Regions from separate parts of the Mus musculus genome. Here region 1 is linked to region 2. A link is a contact called in public HiChIP or PLAC-seq data. All regions are on one chromosome and are shown on one strand. The core of a region is the stretch at or near the end of the contact, and the rest is flanking DNA. Distances in the headings are between cores, read along the strand shown. Region 1 has its middle 34 kb from the start of Ccl1. Region 2 holds the start of Ccl1 (chemokine (C-C motif) ligand 1).

What was found. HiChIP or PLAC-seq counts read pairs in DNA pulled down with a chosen protein or histone mark.
Region 1: a BATF HiChIP or PLAC-seq map of CD8 T cells shows a contact between it and region 2, with 24 read pairs. The contact joins the enhancer-like site here to the promoter of Ccl1 in region 2. A contact is called at or near these places in 8 of 484 Hi-C or Micro-C datasets (CD8 T cells, CD8 central memory T cells, group 2 innate lymphoid cells and 2 more), 4 of 115 datasets of contacts at active chromatin or transcription factors (CD8 T cells, T-cell acute lymphoblastic leukemia, embryonic stem cells and 1 more) and 1 of 9 other capture datasets (adipose tissue).

What each region holds. Positions count from the first base shown.
Region 1 is chr11:82,211,942-82,216,510 of GRCm38.p6, reverse strand. No RefSeq gene overlaps it. Among named protein-coding and RNA genes, the nearest start is that of Ccl1, 34 kb to the right of the region's middle. Within about 2 kb of position 1,985, at least 33 of the 459 cell types and tissues checked have an H3K27ac peak or open chromatin away from gene starts, as enhancers often do. A contact at or near this core is called in CD8 T cells, CD8 central memory T cells, group 2 innate lymphoid cells and 3 more, where this site is marked.
Region 2 is chr11:82,176,452-82,181,179 of GRCm38.p6, reverse strand. Ccl1 (chemokine (C-C motif) ligand 1) reads left to right here and starts at 1,368. Exons shown (of 3, transcript NM_011329.3): 1 at 1,368-1,511; 2 at 3,047-3,161; 3 at 4,269-4,514. The coding sequence starts at 1,436. The coding sequence ends at 4,356.

The DNA.
Region 1 (4,569 bases), core at 736-3,235, 35 kb before region 2:
GGTCAGTAATCCTCAGCACACAGTGCAGCCCTGTGGTAGGAAAGGACAGCATCCCAGTGGCTGGTTGGTAGGGGCGTGTGTTCTGATCATTAGACTCCTTTTGTCAGGCACCCTGAGTGAAAGAGAAAACTTGCGTACAGATGGGGTCTCTGCCAGCTCTGGGAAGAGAAGTTGGGCCCAGGAGCAGGGGCTGATCAGTGGGATTTTGTATTAAATATTTGTATTACCTAACAGGTTTTCACAATTATTCTCTCAGGCAGAGCCTAACCCTAGGCTCTCAAGTGGGAAAATCCCAAAGCTAAAATTGTTTGAGCATTGACATGAAGCCAAGTGGAGGATTCTATACCTGACCTCATGTAGTTGGGTCATAGACAAAACAGAGGTACCCAGTGCCATAGTAGAGCATACCTACAAAGGCCTCTGAAGAACTCTGGGAGCTTAGATGGGAAGGTCAGAAGTAAAAGGCCAGTCTGGGCTCCATCATTGAGAACCTGCCCCAAGAAACAAAATAATCAACAATACATAACAACACACTGAGAAGATGACATAAACCAACCCTATGACTATGCTAAATGTGAAACACTTGGGTCCCAGACCTAATATCTCAGTGTGTGTGCAAATATTCTAAAACCCACAACCCCTACTCCTAAAATAAAACAAAAACAAAATCTAAAACCCTGAGGCCTGAAACGCTTCTGACCTCAAGCATTTTGGGCAAGGAAGACTCAGCCCACAGCATCTTCATGGTGGTCTGCAGAGACTGACTAATGGGAGTCAGGGAATGGTGTCCGTGGTTCAAGCAGCCTGGGGCTGAGCCTCTGATCCCAGTCATTCTGATGCTTCCTAATCAAGGTAACCTCCAGGGTAGAGAAGCAGCCAAGAAGGGGATTTAATGACACTGGGAATCAGGATCTGGTGGCTGATGAAATGGGTCAGTGGTGGTATGGCAGTGTATAGAATGCTCTAACTTCCTGTCTGTTGTTCCTGGGCAAGTCACTTGGACCAAAAGCAATTGAGATCAGGAAAGAATTTATTTGCTTTATACTTCCAAGTCACAGCCCCATCACGGAGGGAAGTCAGTCAGGGCAGGAGCTCAAGTAGAAACTGAAGAAGAAACCGTGCCTACCTGCCTGGGTCTGGCATTGACTACCCTGGGGTGGGTTCTCTCTCATCAATCATAAATCAAGACCATCTCTCACAGACAGGCCAGTCTGATCTGGGAAATTTCAGAGACTTTGCTCTTGCCAGATGCCAGTTGACAATTAAAACTGACCAGCACATTTGGGGAGGGGTCCTGGGATGGAGAGGGAGCTGCTACAGTCAGCAGGTGGCCCAGAGATTCAGAAAGGCTAGTGTTAGCACCAAGACAGTGCAGCTGGATCCCAGGGTAACTATCACTCTTCCATCTACTTAACATATTTTCCTTCGCTGCCAGCCGTTGACACAGGCTTCGGAGGACACTCCCATTGCGTTATTACTGTGGATATCTTCTTAGCTATCATCTGCTTCCTTCCTTTAAAGATTCCATTGATATCATTAGTCAGTTATCAATCGCAAACAACAGAGCCTTTGACTGGAATGCCATTTCCACCAAAGCCAAGGAAAGTTAACTGACAGCCTGTGCTGGGGCCCCTTTATGCCAGCTCGGAGTCTCTGTGTCACAGGGGCACAGGCAGGGGAGACTGGGAAATTCTTGTCTCTTTTTGCTCATCTTTTCCTCCCACCCAGCACATGCCAGAGGCTGTGGCTCAGATGCGACACAGTGCTGATCTTGGCCTGGGTAGAGGGAGGGAGTTGCACCTCATAAGGGGAAGAGAGGGTCTCCCCGCCCCCTTGTACAGAGGAGGAGTGTGAGACTGACAGAGAAAGGAAACCCTCAGAAGCCACCAATCTTGTGTCTGACTGTGGCTATCAGTGGTAACCATCAGAAAGTGGGGAGGTGGCAGCCACACCCACCAGCTATGTGATGATGCCTGGATGTCAGTTTGTATCTCTGAGCCTCATTTCCTTATCTGCGAAAGTGGATGACGTGTCACCTACTTTATAAAGACAGCATGGGAAGCCAGCTATATAATATTTGGCACAACATAGGTCCTTTCTCCTGTCAATCATTGCACAGTTCCTAATTAGCAAGGGCTTCCCCTTCCTGGAAGTTTACGTGGCTATGCATGGTCTTCTGTACTTTGGTATAGGCAAGGTGCATCTCTCTAAGACTTTTAGATTCATTTTCTACAGAAGAACAAGAGATTTTCATGATGTGATTTTTTAAAAAAAATATAAATGCAGAAAATGGTTCTACTCTCAATATTTCCTTTTCTTTTGAAAGACTATAGCTTCAGAGAAAGTCTCAAAGCTGCCCACAGTCCCTTAGCGTCAGCCCAGTTCCCTGGCTCTCCCTATCTTTGATTATACAGACTTATGGCTGTCAAGGCCTCATGCAACTGCTTTGTGGTCTCTTTATTGTTGTGTATAAAGCCAGCATTTCACAAATGCTGTGTATGTGTGTGTGTTATTCATGCCTTTATTACTATTTATTATAATATATTATTATTGTTGGTGGGTCCGTGTGTGTGTGTGTGTGTGTGTGTGTGTGTGTGTGTGTGTGTGTGTACAGGCCAGATAGCAGCTTTTCACATTGTTCCTTCAGAGCCACCCATCTTGTTTTTTGAGATGAGGTCTCTCACTGGGACCTGGAGCTGGGTTGGCAGGCCAGAAAACCCCAGGCACCCTCTGTCTTGTCTCTACCTCTCCAGTGCTGAGATTCTAAGTATGCACTATCACACCTAGCTTCTTGAATGGATGCTGGGGTTGAACCCCGCTCCCTTTGCTTTCATGAGAAGCACTTTACCAACTGAGCTATTTCCCCAGCCAGCATGCCTTCATATTGGTAGGTCTTCAGAATTCTATGATATCTCATCCTATTGCTGTTCAGTTAGTTAGAAAAACACACTTTCTACTTAACATTCCAACTGTTGCTTGCGATTCTTTCTAGATGAGATCGAGTCTCAGGGTAGGGGTCTTCCTATGTCAGCTCCTGAGTCCTTCAGAACATCTAGAGAACTGAACCATGCAAAGAAGCCCACTCTCCTTTTGATCTCTCTGCTAAAGATCAGAATTCGATTCCAGGCCCTGATCATTTCTTCCTTTCTAGACCATGTGGGTAGACCTTTCCTATTTCAAAAGCAAAAGCTGTGATATAAATGGTTTGCTCCTGCACCATGTGGGAAGGAAAAAGTGACCACATTTTACTAAAAGAACAGAACAGTTAAAAAGGAGTGTCTAGCAGTTAAAAAGAGCATCCAGACAAAAATGATTCAAATAAGCCCCCAGTGTCTGTGGTTACCATGTGCACTTACAATGCCCTCACAGCCTCCTGAGACTTGGAGATAATTGTTATTCAAGCTAAGCAAAAGAGAACGTTGAAAATCAGAGAAGCAAAGGGACTTGGGCACATTCCTACAATCAGGAAGAGACTTTGACGGTCCCTCTACAGAGCCCAGGTCCGGGTTAAAATCCCTCACACTTTGGGTATTTTGGACACTCATGTGACTTAGCCTCAGCTTCCTGCTTGTAGAATGCGGTGACAACTCCTGGGAAAGGACAGACGTGAGACCTGAGCAAAATGGCTTATGTGACACTTCTAGGCATGTGACACAAGATGTTTTCCCAATACTAGTCAAGGACCCCTTTCTTTCTACCCTATAGTGTTCGGTTTCCCAGACATCAATGAAGTTGAAAGAAACTTTTCTATTGAAATGTGTGAGTTCTATAATTATCTTAATATTTTGACTGTGAGCTTCTTTTTCCTGGAAATACTGTCTCCCCTTTGAGGCGGTGGTGCTGGTGAGAGGCCAGAGGCACTTGTTTTAATCCCAGCAAAGTCAGTGCATAGCAAGCAATACATTTACGGAGTGTCTCCAGGAAGCAGAAACAGCCAATAATACAAGTCTCACGCTAGGTCTTAACTGTTTCAGGCAAAGGAATGGGGTAAGAAGAGAGAGTGAGCCACTCCTCCCACCTGCTTTTCTGAGCCTCTCACAGGACATCTGTCTTATTCTTATTTAGCTCTGGGGAATGCCTGTTCCTCCAGTGCCACTGTGAATTGTTCCCAAGGCTGTGACAGGCGAGAAAGGTCAGATGTCTAAAATGTCCCCTTGTGTGCTAGGTCTGTTGTGCAGGGCTGCCTCCCATTCAGGACAAAGCCAGGGCCCCTAACCACGCTATCCAATGGTTCAGGACAGCACCCAGGCCCAGCAGTTTCTCCCAGCCTTCAGTTTTCTCTGTCTGATTCTGACTCGGAAGATGTTGATCTTCTGAAGGGGTTGAACAGTCTCAGGAGTTTGGGGTCTGGATTAGAAATGAGACCTGAAAATTCACCAGTGATTTTCCAATCTCGTAGCTGTTGGTTCCTCACATCTCACTGCATAGGACCTCAGTCCTCCAGAGGTACCCATGTGTGCATATACATCTGTTTTGGCCCTCGGTGTCTGTTTTTGTAAAGGCAGGGAAATTATGACACATAACACTTGTGTTTGTTTCTGGAGTCACTGAGACATTTCATGTAAGCAC
Region 2 (4,728 bases), core at 119-2,618:
GCCCCATGATGCCAATGCCAGAAAGCTTAGCTGCTTTTTCTTGAGGGCCTCCTATGAGCTGCTTATCCCAAGTACTGCCCACTGCATATACTGTTTTTATCTGGCTGCACAACCCCATCTGCATCTACATCCCATGCTCTAGCTTTCTCCATGATGCTGAGTGAAGGGTGTTCCTCTGTACTTGGCTTTTCCAGACTCCTTCCCCTGCCTGACGTGCTGTCTTCACAGCAGCCTGCAGGACATGGTACTTATAGAACACTGTCTGGAAAGGGTCCTCTGAAGTCCCTGGGTGTCCCCAACATTCTCCTGTGCCCCCCACATGACAGATCTGTCTTGAATGAGCCGTTGTTGTGTTGGATGGCTCTCCATGGCTTGTCTATAGGTTGAAGCAAGATGGCTCAGGTCAGGCTTTGCCCCCATTGGCAATTGTCCCAAGGGTAACCAAGCAAGGGTCTGGATCAGAGTAAGCTGTGAAAGGGCTGGGGAACAAAGAAATAAAACTAATAGCAAATGTGTTGGCCAAACGTTAGACAGACAGGATCAACCTGTGGTATGTGTGTGTATGTGTGTGTGTGTGTGTGTGTACATGTATGTAGGTGTGCATACATGTGTCTATGTGCATGTGAACGACTTTGCTTTTTGAGATAAGTTCTCTCCCTGGCCTGGAGGTCTCCAACTAGGCTCAGCGGGCAAACCAGGCAGCTCCAGGGATCAGCCGGTCAGCCTCTCCAGCTCTGGGGTTACAAGATCATTCCACTACCCCTGCTCTGTATGCGGGTTCTGGGAATCAAACTCTGGTCCTCACACTTGTGTAGCAGGTACTTTGCTGACTGAGCCATCTCCCCAGCTCTGCATTTCATTCTTACCACCCGGATTTGAGATGTGTTACTAGTTCCATTTTGTAGGGATGTGCAGCTTAGAGAAGTTTGTGCAATGGCTGATTGGCAGAGCCAGAACCCAGACACAAGCTCCATTTGATGCAGATTGTACCTTCTCTGCTCTGTCCTTCTCCAAGGCCTGTAGCTGCTTTGAATGGAATGATGTGGGTTAGACAAGCTGTGTACGGGCCACTTCCTCTCTCTCTCTCACCTTTTTTGACTTTCCACTCAGCCAGGACAGCTCCCACGTATTTTGTCAAGAACGTAAAGATTGGTATCTGCTTCTGCACTTGGGGAAGTTCCCAAGGCCACTAGGCACCCAAACATACCTCGAATACGCCCCCCTCCTCCCAGGAGAGGTGAGAAAAGGAGTTTTCCATGTGGCCATTGGGTATGAGTTCCTTTTCCCTGGGACTCCCACCTCTTCTCCATGGTCTGGGAAAGCACCCCGGGCCTTCTGATAAAAGCTCAGTACAGGGTGAGGCAGGAGAGAGTTCTTGGCTCCACCAGACATTCGGCGGTTGCTCTAGAGAGGCTTGAGACAGAAACTTATCACCATGAAACCCACTGCCATGGCACTGATGTGCCTGCTGCTGGCTGCCGTGTGGATACAGGATGTTGACAGCAAGAGCAGTGAGTAATGGGGTCCTAGTGCTTGGGCCCAGGGAGGGGAGATGTATAGGCAGGCACTCTGGGCTGGGAACAGAGCTTACCTAGACATCATTGGCTTCATTTCTGTCCCTATCTGGAGATGAATGGCGGGCAGTAATGGGATAGGGACGCTGGGCGTGGAGGAAGGTTATGGACTGGGAGCACACATCTACTTCGTGGTGGGGAGCTCAGACCTGAAACCCATTCCTCTGATTCTTTTGCTAATCCTAGAACTAGGTGGCTGCAGAGACAGACCTGGGCCAGCATCCTCTTGATGGGGTTCCAAGACTGGCCCTGTTCTGGGAGGAGCTTCTCCTTCTCCTTCTCCTTCTCCTTCTCCTTCTCCTTCTCCTTCTCCTTCTCCTTCTCCTTCTCCTTCTCCTTCTCCTTCTCCTTCTCCTCCTTTCTCCCTTCTCCTTTCTCTTCCTCCTCATCCTCCTTTCTCCCTTCTCCCTTCTCCCTTCTCCTTTCTCCTTTCTCCTTTCTCCTTTCTCCTCCTCCTCCTCCTCCTCCTCCTCTTCATCCTCCTCCTTCTAGATGAAGTGGCTTTAGTGTGTGGAAGATAATTTTGATCCTCACCCTACAGACAACTGGAAGGGCCTATGGGGTTGTTTAAAACAAATTAGGATCCCTGAAGTCCAGAGGAGGGACTAAGACTGATTTCCAGTGTGACAGATGACAGGCAGGGGCTGAAGGAAGGACCACAGGAGTGAACAGCCAGATAACTATTATATCTCTTAAAGATGTTTTCTGTATGGATAAACTGGAATCCATGTTCTAGATTGTTCGGAAAATACCAACCTGAGGTCAGGGGACCTGCAAGTTTCTGTGAACAGCGAGACAGGAAGGATCCAGGGTTAGAACACAGGGATGTTGAAGGTGGGATGTGGGAGGAGAGCGTACAAATCAGCAGACTGGGGGTTACTGGTCCCTGAAAGAGGGGAGGGCCAAGGATGGGAATGTGGAAGATTGTGTGGGCGAGTGGACCAGCCACTTTTTGGGAATACCCCCTTTTCCTTCTGAGCCCTTGTGGAGTTCCTCACCCAGCCCCATGTCTGTGAACCAAGAACTACAATGTCCTGCATGCGATGGGATAACAGGTCCTCTAGGATGTGAGGCCAGAGCCCCGAGCTTAAGTACTAGCACAGTACACAGAGCCACGCACTTGTGCTGGGAGACTGGGACTGAAGGGGTTTGTATATGTGGTAGGAAGAGTCTCACCGTATGTGCAGGAGTGTGTGCTGAGCCATGGCTCAGGCAGGCTTGTGGTTTCTGTCCCCACCACCTGCTGGTTTGTAGGGTGCTCACATCTGACGCCCCTCCCCAGTCTTATGATTGTTGTCTCCATCCTAGAAATGTGTTGCTGCTGAGACAGAGCTGCACTGCAGCCCTCGGGATGTGGTCTCCATGCTTGAGTCTGTCCTAGGAAGGACTTGGCTGGTTTTGCTTTTTAATTCTGTTGTGGGTGAGAGGCTATGGTTGCTAATGAATGGTCTTTTTTTGTGCTTTTCTTCTAGTGCTTACGGTCTCCAATAGCTGCTGCTTGAACACCTTGAAGAAAGAGCTTCCCCTGAAGTTTATCCAGTGTTACAGAAAGATGGGCTCCTCCTGTCCTGATCCCCCAGCTGTGGTGTGAGTGAGCCACTAGCCAGGGGAGAGATAATATTGACGGAATTGAGAATAGTACACACTAGATGGCGCTGTTCCACAAGAAAAGGGAGTCTAAACCCAACCAGGCAATCTAAGGTGTAGAGTGACACTAGGGGGCGTGGGGCTTCCCAGGAAGGGGGGGGGGGTCCTGATTTATTTGCTTGAACCCCAAAGTGCCTATGATTAGATCCCAAGCTATATAGCCAGGAAGAAATGTTTAATAAAAGCACAACAGACAAGGCTGGAGCGTTGGCTCAGTGGGTAGTTTGGCTGCTCAAACACGGTGATTTGAGTTCATATTCCCAGCAGGATGGTGTGAGTTTGTAACCCCAGTGCTAGATGAGGCAGAGGCAGGCATAGCCTGTGTGCTTGCTGGCCCTAACAAAGTTCTGTGGGAGATCTTACCTCGAAATGTAGGACAAACAATCCACTAAGGAAGATTTCATAACCACCGACCCCTGGCCACCACACATGTCTATATACCATGAAACACACACACACACACACACACACACACACACACACACACACACACACACACTATACAAACACACACACCACATATACATATCACACACACCACACAAACACACACCACCCACTACACAAACACACATACCACACCCCCCACATACATCCCCACATACACCCCCTATATCACAGAAACACACATACCACACTAACACACACACATACCCCACACATCTCAGACCCTACAAACACACACACACACACACACACACACACACACACACACACACACAGTAGGCCCCAGGCAGACACACAAATATTCAAACCTGGAGCAAGGAGTTGTTCTAGGATTGGGACGTTTCGTCCTAGCTACACATCAGACTGTCCGCCAGCTCCTGTGCTCTGTACCACAAAGGGAATTCTAGTCTCCACGGTAGGCTTCAGGGGTCCCCATTAATAAGCTTCCAATGTAACACAGGCACGCCAGCTTCAGATCTTGTAAAATTTCTTCATTTACAGAGTCAGGAGTTCAGGGGTCCCTGGTCTCACAGAAGCAGAGAAGACTGTTACAGATTCCAGTGAGTGACCAAGGTCCTTGTCCGTGTCTTCTGTTCACAGATTCAGGCTGAACAAAGGTAGAGAAAGCTGCGCCTCAACTAACAAAACGTGGGTTCAAAATCACCTGAAGAAGGTGAACCCCTGCTAACCGGGGTGAAGATGAGCCACCTTCCCATCCCAGCACCAGAGACTGCAGTTTCCCTCAGTCCTCCACCCTCCCACTGCCGCCACCCCTACTGCTGCAGGCTCACAGACCTCAGTCATGTGATAAGCTATGTTATGGTTCTTTATCTGTTTAAAATATGGAATCTTCAACTCCCGCTGCCTCTGTTTCTTGGACTCCATGACGATTTCAGAATTCAGACTTGATTGGCACTGGGGTGGGAACACGGGCTGGAAAGTTGAGCTGGTGCTGTGGGAACCACTGTATAGGATAAGTTTTGATCCCGGCTGTGCAATGGTCTTTAGTAGCCAAAGGAGCCACTGTAGAATAACCAACTGTCCCAGAGCAGGGTTCACA